2 separate regions of the Mus musculus genome follow, and region 2 is linked to region 1. A link is a contact called in public Hi-C data. All regions are on one chromosome and are shown on one strand. The core of a region is the stretch at or near the end of the contact, and the rest is flanking DNA. Distances in the headings are between cores, read along the strand shown.

Region 1 (6,204 bases), core at 2,737-5,236:
TCCATTGTGTAAATGTACCACATTTTTTTGTATCCATTCCTCTGTTGAGGGGCATCTGGGTTCTTTCCAGCTTCTGGCTATTATAAATAAGGCTGCTATGAACATAGTGGAGCATGTGTCCTTCTTACCGGTTGGGACATCTTCTGGATATATGCCTAGGAGAGGTATTGCTGGATCCTCCGGTAGTACTATGTCCAATTTTCTGAGGAACCGCCAGACTGATTTCCAGAGTTCAACCCAGTTTCTTATCATTATTTTCTTATTGAATTTGAAGGGTTTTAAAAAGTTTTATAATTGAAAGAATATATGCTTATTGTGTTACTGTATTTCTTTTAAATGTATAGATGAATTAATGAGAGTGAAGAAATAGGAAGGAGAGAGTAAAAACCAAGGGAAGAAAGGTGTGTGTGTATGTGTGTGTGTGTGTGTGTATAGGATGCATCAGATGCCAAATACGCTTTCATTGCCTGACAAATTTTCATTAGTTTGGAAAACTTATCAGGTAACTGTTTGGTTAAGAAGGTGAATTGATATAATTATAAATTTATGTATTTTTTTGTAGAAGGTTTGTCTGACCTATGAAGAAATAGTTCTTTTGTTTACTTGAATGATGGTCTATACTCAGACTTTTCATTTGAGTAAGGATAGGCAGAGTTATAAAGACAAGGAAGATCAATTTCTTTGGTCTTTGTTTTATTTATTTGCAAAGTGATGTTATTGTATAAAGTGAGGAGGATTGTAAAAGGAGAATCACACGTTGTTGAAAATGAAGTGAGGTAAAAAAAATATGGTTAATGGTATTGTTAAATGTGAAAAATTAGTATGGGAATGGAAAACCAGACATATCTAGATTGAATTAGAGTGAAGTGGGAAAGGAGAGAGGAAATTTTAAAGTTATTTGTTCATTTGACAAGTTAATTCATCAAAATTTCATCATAAGCATCATAAATCATAAACAACAATCCTGATTCTGGTTTCATGATTACTAATGTTGAGTATGTAAATCTCTCTCTCTTCCTCCCTCTCCCCCACATTGTGTTTGTATGCTTGCGCCCTAGCACAATGAACATGCTATAGTTGCCAGAATTGGTTCATTTCTTCTCTTTGAGCTCAGTCTTTTTAAAATAGAAATCAGATACAAATTTGAGGACATAAAAAAACATTGATAAGCATATCTGTTCACAATATTGTCTCTTTCAAATTCATGGCCTCAGTAATATTTAGATGTTACCTACAGTTCTTTCTATCCTGTGTCTACAAATGGAAACCTACCAGTCTTTCTGTTTCTGGTTTGTATCTGGCATTGATAATTCCTGTGCTCAAGAGGGCAGACTGTAAAAGGTTATCATTTTGCAGTTGAATCCTTATAGGGAACTACTGATCCCCCCCCCCCCCCCCCCAAGACACACACAGAGGAGTGTGCTGCTCTTTTGTACTGCTTTTGGGCAGAGATTACAGATATCAAAAGATACACATATCAAGACACTATCAGCAGAATTCCTAAGAAAAAGGACTTCTAGAAGATAACACATTTGTATTTGGTGGGTTTATCTCCCCTTCTGTAGGGATATGATTATTTTACCCACAAGTCCAGTGGTTTTGGTTTATCAGTCTTCAGGAAATCAGAACAGAAACGCATGTTAGATGTTTTGTTAAGCACTAATAACCCAGGGCAGCTTATTCCTTTGCTTTACTTGATTGTTTTGAGCTGTTTATAGATCTTTTAGTTGGGTGCATTGTTCAGAATCGCTACAGTGGCTTCCTTAATCTGTAGGTACCAGATATCAGTGGATGTTGTAACTATGTACTGTTATAGAGACCCTGGGTTATAACAATAGAATGACTAAATTATTGTATGAATACATGGAACAACTTTTATTAATAAAAGCCACCAATCTAGATAGATGATTTAAAAAATTTAAAATGTCTTAGCCGGGCAATGGTGGTGCACGCCTTTAATCCCAGCACTCAGGAGGCAGAGGCAGGCGGATTTCTGAGTTCGAGGCCAGCCTGGTCTACAAAGTGAGATCCAGGACAGCCAGGGCTATACAGAGAAACCCTGTCTTGAAAAACAAAAACAAAACAAAAAAAGTCTTAATTTTTAAAAAGCATAAATTAAAAAACATAAATCATCAACTATTTAGCATAGTAGAAGATAATGAAATCAGAGGAAACAAACCCAACTTCATATTCTGTTACTTTGCAATGACAGAAAAAAACTTAGTTATGATAGCCTGGCATAACTTAGGGACCCAGTATAAAACAGAATTCCATCAAAATAGTTCAAATAATAATGTTTTAATAAAAAATATTCTAGATAATAAAAGCAGTTAAGAATATGGCTAAGAGAAGGCTAGAGACTTGCAACAGTAGAAAGCACCTTACCTGTGACTTGAAGAACAGGCGTTTTCAAAGTTCAGTCATCACCGAAGCTGATGAATCCTCTGAAAACTTGCAGTCTGGAGGACCAAATCGTTGCTGGAGGAGTGGTATGCAGATCCAGGGAAGCAGAATAGAGGAATTAACCTGTTTTACCTTTGAATACACTCTAGTTTCCTGCTGTTGACTCCTGCTGTGTAAGTTAAGTGTAAGCAGAAACCAGCTGCACACAGTTTAGCTGACACAGAGTATAGGGCTTAACTCCCTTATGTTTCAAAGGAGAACAAAAAATGGGCCTAGGAGGCTAAAGCAGAGATGTCCTCTATACCACTGCATGCCTCCTCTTCTCATACACGAAGCCAGGCTCGTATGTCAAGTTGCTGTGCTTTTTACATGCTTTGCTAAGCAGTGGGCACGTTGTTAGCACACAGCAGTAAACTGTTAAGTATAAGATGGTATTTCCTAATGGCTAACAATTCCTAAAGCACTAGAATTAAATCTAAAGTATGGCTAGTCATATGATTTTGTGATGTGTACTTCTTCATATGTGAAATGGAGAAGGCCCAGAATTACAGGAATATGGGTAATTATAGTAAATTAATATTGTATGTAGTCAGAGTCACCATAAACATCATCCTAGTAGTTGATTAGTAGGAATAATAGAAAAACAATAGTGTAATAGTAGGCTCTTCCCTGTCTCTGTCCCTCACAGACCCCTTCTCCTCCTGTTTTAGATTTCCTGAACGGGGTTCTTTTTTTCTTTCAAATTTTGTTCATGTATTAGAGTCTATTATAAACTACAACTGTAGTTTAACATTTTTATCTACCCTTTTATGTTTTTATGTTCAGTAAACACCAAGTTAAATGATGGTCTCCACTGGACACAGAATTAGAAAAATTGGAAGTACTGAAATTTGTTCAGTTTCAGTAGCACAGATGTGAAGAAGCTCAAGAACTAAGAACACAGCACGTTTCACAGTTCACACGGGAATGCACCACAGCACACAGTCTTTTAACTTTGACATGAGTGTTGCAGTTCTGTTTTTGAGGATGCATATATGTTTTTCTTTTGGGCCGCATAGAGAAAAATGAAGTAAAACCTCATTGACGTAATTGAACTTGATAACATCTCCTGGTTGTGCTGCTGATGATTCACTGTGGTTTTGGTGGTTTTGTAGAACTCTGTAAAGCATGTTAGACTTATAAACATATTCAAACAGAAACTTTTATCAGGATTCAACTTTTAGCCACAAAGAAAAGATGAATTTAAATAAAAGCAGCCTTGGGTACAACTTTATCAAACCAACTAAAAATTTTTAAAAGAATATACATTTCATATGTAACCTAGAAAAAGCAGTAGTGTTTTAAAATTAGCGTCAGTGTGTAAGCCATAGTTTGTGAAAAGACTCGGTCATTTCAGATAATGCAGTCGTTCAGAGTACTGTCGTTTTGAGGGACATAGTCATAAATATGTAAGCACATTCTCTATAGTCACTGGGATGCTTTTATTGTGATTCACAGTTCAGCTTTACTCTTCTCTTAATGTTGGTCTAGTGGTATGGGAGTTGAAGTTTAGTTGTCTCAGCCTTGCTAACATGAAAAGTATTCATGCAGAGTAGTGACTGTCTACCTGGAAGCAAGATTTCAGTAGACCTGCATACTATATAGGAGAAGTAAATACTTAGACCAAATACTTGAAAACATTAAATTATACTTGCCATGCATTGTGCACTCTGTATGTCTGATAGCCTCCCACCACTTTTAGGTAAATTTTTAAAAATAAATTTTTACTACTTTAATAAATTATAAACAACCTCTTTTTGTGTTTTTGTTTCAACAACCTCTTTTTGTAGTAACAAAGGTATTTCGTTATAAGAAGTAAATAAGTTACATGTTTTGGGTTCATTTATATTTAATCCCTTTCTGCTTCGTTTAAATGAGACCATAAAACCACAGTTAGACAGGGGAGGCAGGCATTGCTCATTACTGTTGGTTCTATACATTCATGGACATTGAAATTATAAACATTTTCACTAATGTCTACTTTCTGCTTGTGCTAGTTATTAATTTCATGAGACATATCATATTTAACTTTTGAGAAATAGAATTATTTCATATTTTGTTTAAATTATTTTAGTAGTTTGCTCCATTTTCTAAAGCATAATAAAAAGATAATCTATAGCCAAAATTGTGTTTACATTTGTGCTGTTTATATTGAATCTTGCTCATCATGTTTGAAATGCCAGTTGTTTTCTGCAAGTAAAAGCTTTGGGTAGCTGGGCATGATGACACAACCTGTAATAATCCTAGCTCTTGAGAGGTGGAGTGAGGAAGATCAGAAATTCAAGAATTTGAGGCCAACTTGGTCTGCTCTGCATGGCCATATCTCACACTCACCTAATGAAAAGCAGCATGCAGGTCAGTGTGCCACATTTATTTCTTATTGAAGATGTTTGCTTTTCAGATAACTGATACTGTCTAGGAACATTCCTGATTCTAACACACATTTTCAAGTCGATGCTAAAGTTTACAAAACAATGACTAAAGAGGAACAAGCCAGCTTTTACAACATGGATATTTTGTGATGAACATATAGAAAGTTAGCTGCTGATCTTCTGTGTGTGGATTATACTTTTCCAAGGGATGGCTTCTTCTTAGAATCACCAGAGAAGTAACATTTCTGCACAATTACTCCTTTGCTTGTGCACTTTTTCTATTTTGTGGTGTCTTGAGCTGTCACATGATCCATTCATTTTTTTCTCTTTCTTTCAGCATAATGTTGCTGCTCCTTGTGTCTAGTGTTTTAAATCTGTCAGCAATGGTTTGTCTTTTTCATGCTTTCGCAGAGAGGATTTCACAATCTGAGTGGTGCCGTGATAGGTTTTTTTTTTTTTTAAATTCAGAATAAAAATCCTTTGTTTCATCTGTGAAAACATTATTTTCTTGTTCTAGAAAAGAATGTTAGTTTATCATCAAAGAGATAATGTTAATGTGTCCTTTAAAAGTTTCTGTTTTCCTGTCATTATTTGACAAAGGTTCAAAGTAGGCAATATTCCGAAGCATATAGGGGAATAAATTGCCAATTAAAACACAATTAAGTCTTTTTGAAAGTAGCCATGGCATATTCCAGTGGCACTTCGGCCTCCACAAGTGCTTTCATGAGTAGTGTTGTCACACTGCAGATTTGTATCACTTGTGATAGACTGGACATTTATGTCACTATATTTATAATGCTATTAGTTTTTAGGAACTTAGTTTGAGCCATTCATTATTTCTACATCGGATACAGAATGCAACACAGTTGGAAGAGTACAAATTTAAGAGATATTAATAATGTTTGAAAGAGACTTCAGTTAATTTGTATTCTTACCAAATAAGCAGGCTGTAGACTATGGAGCATTTAATTTTTTTTTTTTTGTAAAGTTAGTAACTCCTAAGATGGATAATACTGAAATTTATATGGGACTCAGAATTAAATTTAGATTGGCCAATTATGAAATATAGTACTTTCTTTAGTCTCTGTAACTATTTAAGTACTGTGAAACAGCAAGTAAGTCAAAGATCATAATTTGATAAGAATTGACCAATAATATTATTTCTGTTTTCTAGTTAAAACTTTCCTCTAGCATTATAAATGTGTATGTACTAATTACACATGCATAATCTGATATTACAGCTACATTAAACATCTGATTAATACTTTCGTCAGATGTTCCCCTCCTTGGTTGTGGCTGTGACTCAGTAGTAGAGTGCTTGCCCAGCATGCATGTGGTATGGGTTCTACCTAGCACTATAAAAAATGATTTGCTCTTTTAGCTGCCTTTC
Region 2 (6,204 bases), core at 1,319-3,818, 390 kb before region 1:
TTAGATAAAAACCACAGAAATCTGAATGAAGATACTTAGAAATTTTATATAGTATTTTTTCAGGCTTTCTGTAAATCTAAAGTTCTTAATAATGATAAAAATAATAACAACAATATTCTCCAGTACTGCGGAGGCTGAGGCAGGGTGACAGGGAGTTTCAGGTCAGCCAGAACTCCACAACATGATCCTGTTTCAAAACGCAAGGTCTAGGGATACGGCTCAATGGCAGAGCACCTGCCCGTGGCAAGCACCATTTATTTGTTTTTAATTGTGTGGTAGTCATCTCTAGACAAATACTAATTCAGATTCTAGACAGTACTTTTCTAATCATTCACATTGTCAAAGTTAATTTAAGAAAAACACACAGTAGTTTCTCTCAATGCTAAGATTAAATCTAAGATTTGGGGTACATGAGGTCAAGTTAAAAAGAGACCAACTCCACCTATTCAAGTAAACACTTGGCTCACTGTGATCCGGGTGTGAAAACCAAAAGCCTCACAATCGCACAGCTATTTATAATAAGAGGTTACATTTAAATTTCACAAACAACATGGTTCTGAAGACACTACTAAAGCAGAAGGCGCATCCACAACTGTATCAGAAGCTCAGTGAGGAAGTCTGGCCCTGTGTGCACCATCAAGGACTAAGTCTTATGCCCCAAACATGGTTCCCCTGGCTTCCTCATTTACATACTAGCTCCATGCAATAAGCAAAAGACGATAAACATTCTCAGCATATCAAAAAGATAGGAGATGAGACTTTCAGAAGGGGGGGCAGGGGACAACTAACCTCCCCTTTACTGACTGGGACTCACCAAGTGTTCAGCTCCAGCCTGGAAAATTTCACACTGCAGTTCAACGAAAGCAGAGCTCACTAGAGACAACAAAATAAACAAGGACTCCCTCGCTCTCAAGGAGTCTCCCTTGAGGAGGCAAAAAAGGAAGAGGAAGGTGTGTCTTGGAGTGGAGGACATTTGAGTGTTGTTATAGTGGGTTCAGCACAAAGTCCTGCAGAAGCATCTATGAGACATGGGGGAGGGATCCCACAGTCTTCATCATCTCAATGAACAACAAAAACAAAAGACTCAAACTGTAAACGCCTAAAGCAGGGTGACGAGCCCACAGCTGTGATCTAGGTGCTTGGAGGCGGGAGGAGCAGGTGGTCAAGGGCTGGAGAGAGGGCTGAGATTAACTAAGAACTCTGCTCTGCCACAGGGTAGGGGGTTGGTTCCCAGCACCCACTTAGGGCAGCTCACGGCCACCTGCAACTAGCTCCAGAGACTCTGAAGCTCCCTTTTGACCAGGACAGGTATCCCCCAGTGCAGACACGCAGGCATAGAAGTTAGGGACCCCATCCAAAGCCAGGAAGCTAATGGCTACTGGAACTGAATGGCCCCCAAACCTGCCCCCGCCCCCAGCAGCCACCTTCAGAAATATAATGCTGCAAGCAGGGCAGTGCACTTGTGTGGTCCCAGCACTCGGAGCAGAGGCAGGAAAACTGCCCCAAGTTCAAGCCCTAGGTTTAACCAGGGCTCACAGTGAGCCCCAGCCTCAACAGAGGGAGGCAAAGGGGGAAGATGGGAGAGAGGGGAGAAGGGAGAGTGGGGGGAAGGGAGAGAGGGGAGAGAGGGGAAAGAGGGGAGAAAGGGAAGAGAGGAGAGGGGGGAAGAGAGGGGGCAGAGGGGAGAGAGGAAAAGAGAGAAGACAGGGGAGAGAGGGAAAGGGGGAGACAGGGACAGAGGGAAAAAGAGAGAAGACGGGAGACAGGAGGGAAGGAACGAAACACTTCTACTTTCTTCATACGTGTGGAGTAAATGTTCAGATTTTTTCAAGAGTTTCTCCCACACACTCAGTCAACCCTGGCATTTGGCAATGACGCCAAGCTGGCAAGCAGGCAGAGGATGTCCTAGGTCTGGGGGCAGAGCCTCACTCTCTCCTACAACTGCAGATAACAACGGTACCTTAGCCACGAATAATGAAGGATTTCTTCTCCTTGCCCAAGGAGGAGATTTTCAACACATTTATCTCATTCCTGGTATTGAAGTGATCAAAGGCTGGGAACCTCCTGAGGAGCTTTGTAGTAGAGGGACATAAAATGGGTTTTATTTTTCAGAGTTAAAGAAAATAGCTATGTGTGATCAAAACAGCCAAAACCTTCAAAAATAAACCAGCGAAAAGAATCCCACGTGACATTATGAAAAGGATTAGTTCCCTTGACCACAATGTGAGGATCTAAAATTCAGACCTTCATCAACAAGGAGCTGCCCACCCAAAGGGAAAAGGAGCTTGCTGAATAAATGATCTCAAAGAAGACTTAAAAGCTACTAAACAACACGCCTGCAGTCGCAGGTCTACCGTGGGCTAACCATCGTGAAAATGTTTAAACAATAAGGAACGATACCAGAAAAAAAGTCAGTGCGAAGAGTGCAAAGATCAAAGGTTTTCTTCCTGCGTGATTCAATTTGTTTATTTAAGTTGTAGACTGCCCACCCACCACACCCCACAAAAAAGTCGGGTTCACTTGAGGGCTTCACCCTCCTGCTGTTTCCTTTGCAGTGAGGCTGCAGGCACAGGCTGTAATCTGTTCATTGAGCAGAAAGCAACTGAGTGAGACACAAGCGCCTCTGGCACCCCGTGAAACCACAAGAGAGCAGATTCTAGTTTTCCCATGTTCTAACACATCTTTTCAAAGCTGTTTTTCTTCAAGGGCAATACACTTGTCTAGAGTCACGCGATTGGTACCAAAAGCCAAAGGCCAATTGACACTGAAGGCTATAAATTAATCAAAACAAAGATTTTAAAGAGACCTCTGTGTGTGTGTGCCTCATTTACACACACGTTTCTTTAGTGAATTTCAATCTATAAACAAAATAAAAGCACCAGACGCACTTTCCTACAGAAACACGAGCAGTCTTCAGCGCTAAAGTAGACATCAAAAGATTCCTTCACCAGCTTTTTGTTGCTCTTAGGAAAAGTTATCAACTTCGCTAACAGTGAAATGAAGTAAAAAGCCCTCTGGAGAAACTTTTCCAAAACACTTATCAGGAAAAAGAAAATACAAAATAAATTGATTTCAAAGTTCTTTCTTCACAACCTTTACAGCCACAGACAGAGTCATGAAAAGTAGCATGCTGTGGACTAGAGAGATGGCTGCCCCTGGGAACTCCATTTCCAAAGGATTTGGTGCCTTCTTCTGGCCAGAGGACACTTGTACACATACATACATGCGGACAAAACATTCACACACATAAAATACAAATAAATAAATCTAAAAATAAATAGATGTAAAGAAAAAAATAAAGATGTCTGATCTAAAAAGGGAAAGAACTGTAAGCGCAAGTTGACCTCTGTAAGAATATAAGCAACACAAAGATAAAGGTAGACTGCAAACAAGTAGCTTATTGTACTTCTGGTCCCTGGGGAGTGTCAGTCACCCACATGACTCCTGCCACTGACAGGACCCAGGGCAAAGTTTAGGATAGAGGTGGGACTCTACAAGGGTAGCACTAAGGAAAGCGTCTTTCCTTAGACTCACACCTTAAGGAGTGATCAAGGGGCTGGGAACACAGCCAGGGTGATACTGTTTGCCCAGTGAGGATCGACTGCTGAACTGAATTGGAGATTCACTGTCGAAACTGAATGAGACATGGCGGTGGACAACTCTTCAAACTGTGGGAGCCTGGACGACAAGACTCTGTCCCCACAAAATCTAAGAGTCTGAAGGTCTGCAGTCCCTGCACCACATTGGGGTGCAGCCTAATCCACCACAGGTCCTGCTTTATGTATGAATGCCACCCAGGAGCAACAGCCATAGGGGAGATGAAGCCTCTGCCTTCAAGAGCCACTGTAACCTTTTCTCCTCGTTGTAAAGGATCCTTCTTCGGGTTGCAAGGCTTTTCTGATTTTTGTCTCTCACTTACTCTCTGACCCTTTCCTCAGTGGCTTCCCCGTGTTTTCTTACACACACACACACACACACACACACACACACACACAGAGAGAGAGAGACACACACAGCCCTGCCTCCGATGTGAGCTCACCCTTGCATAGGGAAAAAGAGTAAAGATCTGGAAATGTCTTAGGGGTCCTCCTGAACCCAGCAAGGAGTATCAGACTGATAAAAGCACACACTTAGAGCACTTGAGAGGCAGAGGCAGAGATTTCTGAGTTCAAAGCCAGCCTGGTCTACAGAGTGAGTTCCAGGACAGCCAAGGCTACACAGAGAAACCCTGTCTCAAAAAAACAGGGAAAACAAACAAAAAACAAAACAAAAGCCCATTAGCTAAAACTGGACTGTACTTCACTCAATGCTTGTATGTTCCTTGCTGTAATATGGCTATCTACTATGTATCTTCTTCTCAAGTGGCCAAAAAAGGAAAAATGTAATACATAATGCTATAAAAATATTTTATGTTCATGAATTGTCAAAATGTTAATTTTACTTTATGATCCCACATAGTGTTTAAAACACTGATTCAATAAACTCTATGTGTGTAAGCTCTGAAACTATGTCTCTGACTTAGTGCTATCTTCCCAGCACCTAAAATGCTCTGGCATACCACAATTGTCAGACATGCATGAGCTGAATCTGATCTTTAGTGAAGAATATAGCAGAGACATTTATCCTGCCGTTTCTGACATTTAGAATAGAAGGGAGACAGGAAAAGACAAATGAAGTAAACCAGAAGGCTGAGAAACACATGCTCATACATGAAATTGAATATAAAAACCAGCAGTAGAATGGGTCATAGACAGACTCCTCAAGAAAGGATGCTGAGCCAAGCATGGTGACTCACGCCTGGACTCCAAGCACTCTGAAGGCAGAGGCAGGTGGATCCTGGGCTTGAGTTTGAGACTATCTACAAAGCAAGTTCTAGGACAGCCAGCGCTACACAGAGAAACCCTGCCTATAAAATCTGAGGAGGAAGAGGAAGGAGGGGGGAGGGGAGAGGGAAGAGGAAGAAGATGAAGAGGAGCTATGCTTCTGGCTGTACTCCAATGCAGAATGTTGGGGGATGAAGTGATAATTCATCTATAAATCTAAAAATTGAGCCTGCACACTCTCTGGATCCTCCCTTAAACTTTATTACACGTATTTTTATATATCGTAAATATATTTAGATGACATTTAAATGAGACTTTATATTAATTTACCTAGAACACTAATGTTTAATAAAGTAAAATGTTTGCGACATGTGATGATCAGTGCTAACTTTACTTCACCCTGACAGAATCTAGAAACACCTGGGGTATGAGCCTCTCGTTATACATGGGGGCATTCTCTGGACTACTTTAACTGATGTGAGAAGACTGGCCTTAAATGTGGGTAGGAGCATTGTCTGGGTAGGGGAGCCTGGACTGCGCAGAGAACAGAGCCGAGGATTGGTACAAATGCATGCATACGACCAGCTGCTTCAAGTTCCTGCTGTCGCGGACTTCCTGCCTTAATGGACTGAACCTTAGACTGTGAGCTACAATCATCCTTTTCTCACTTATGTTGCTTATATCAGAGTATTTTATCACAGTAATAGAAACAACTAAGACACTAAAAACTCACCACTTTGTGTGTCTGTGCACCATATGCTTACAAGAGCCTTCAGAGGTCAGACGAGGGTGTCTGGTCCCCTGGAACTGTAGTTTCAGACAGTTGTGAGCCAAACGTGTGGGTGCTGGAAATCAAAATCCAAGTCCTCTGGGAGAACAACAGTGCTCTTAACTACTGAGCCATCTTTCCAGCCCAACCCTGCCCCCACCACACACACACACACACACACACACACACACAGCTTCTTGAGCTTTGTCGTGCTTGTCAATTAAATATGCATGTCACTGAGATCCAAATCTGGTAAGATTTGCTACGAGGTGGTTTCATTTTGTTTTGTTTACATGTATGAGTGTTTGTTTGCACATCTGTGCACCGCCACAATACCTAGTGACAGAGGAAGCCACAAGGAGACATCCAAGTCCATGGAAACGGCATTACAGATGGCTGCAAGCCTCCATGTGGGCGCTGGGAGAAGAACTCGGGACCTCTGCTAGAGCCTAGCATTCAGTGAGCTGAACCTCTGAGCTTCTCGCCAGCCCTGGGGATCTTTCCTTGATGCTTTTAGTGTTAGCATGTTCTTATGTCAAGTTGGCGTCAAGTTTGTTGAGTAACTTTTTAAAATGACATAGTTTTGAACTTGTACCATCAGATCCAATATAA

The links. A called contact is a pair of places that touch in the nucleus more often than the background predicts.
Region 2: a Hi-C map of CD8 T cells shows a contact between it and region 1, with 2.6 times the contacts expected there. The contact joins two enhancer-like sites. A contact is called at or near these places in 7 of 484 Hi-C or Micro-C datasets (B cells, CD4 T cells, CD8 T cells and 1 more) and 3 of 115 datasets of contacts at active chromatin or transcription factors (large pre-B cells, microglia and regulatory T cell precursor).

What each region holds. Positions count from the first base shown.
Region 1 is chr7:114,476,510-114,482,713 of GRCm38.p6, forward strand. The region is part of intron 1 of Pde3b (phosphodiesterase 3B, cGMP-inhibited); the gene reads left to right. Among named protein-coding and RNA genes, the nearest start is that of Pde3b, 64 kb to the left of the region's middle. Within about 2 kb of position 3,987, at least 128 of the 459 cell types and tissues checked have an H3K27ac peak or open chromatin away from gene starts, as enhancers often do. A contact at or near this core is called in B cells, CD8 T cells, natural killer cells and 1 more, where this site is marked.
Region 2 is chr7:114,085,648-114,091,851 of GRCm38.p6, forward strand. All of the region lies in intron 1 of Rras2 (related RAS viral (r-ras) oncogene 2), which reads right to left. Among named protein-coding and RNA genes, the nearest start is that of Rras2, 29 kb to the right of the region's middle. Within about 2 kb of position 2,569, at least 66 of the 459 cell types and tissues checked have an H3K27ac peak or open chromatin away from gene starts, as enhancers often do. A contact at or near this core is called in B cells, CD8 T cells, natural killer cells and 1 more, where this site is marked.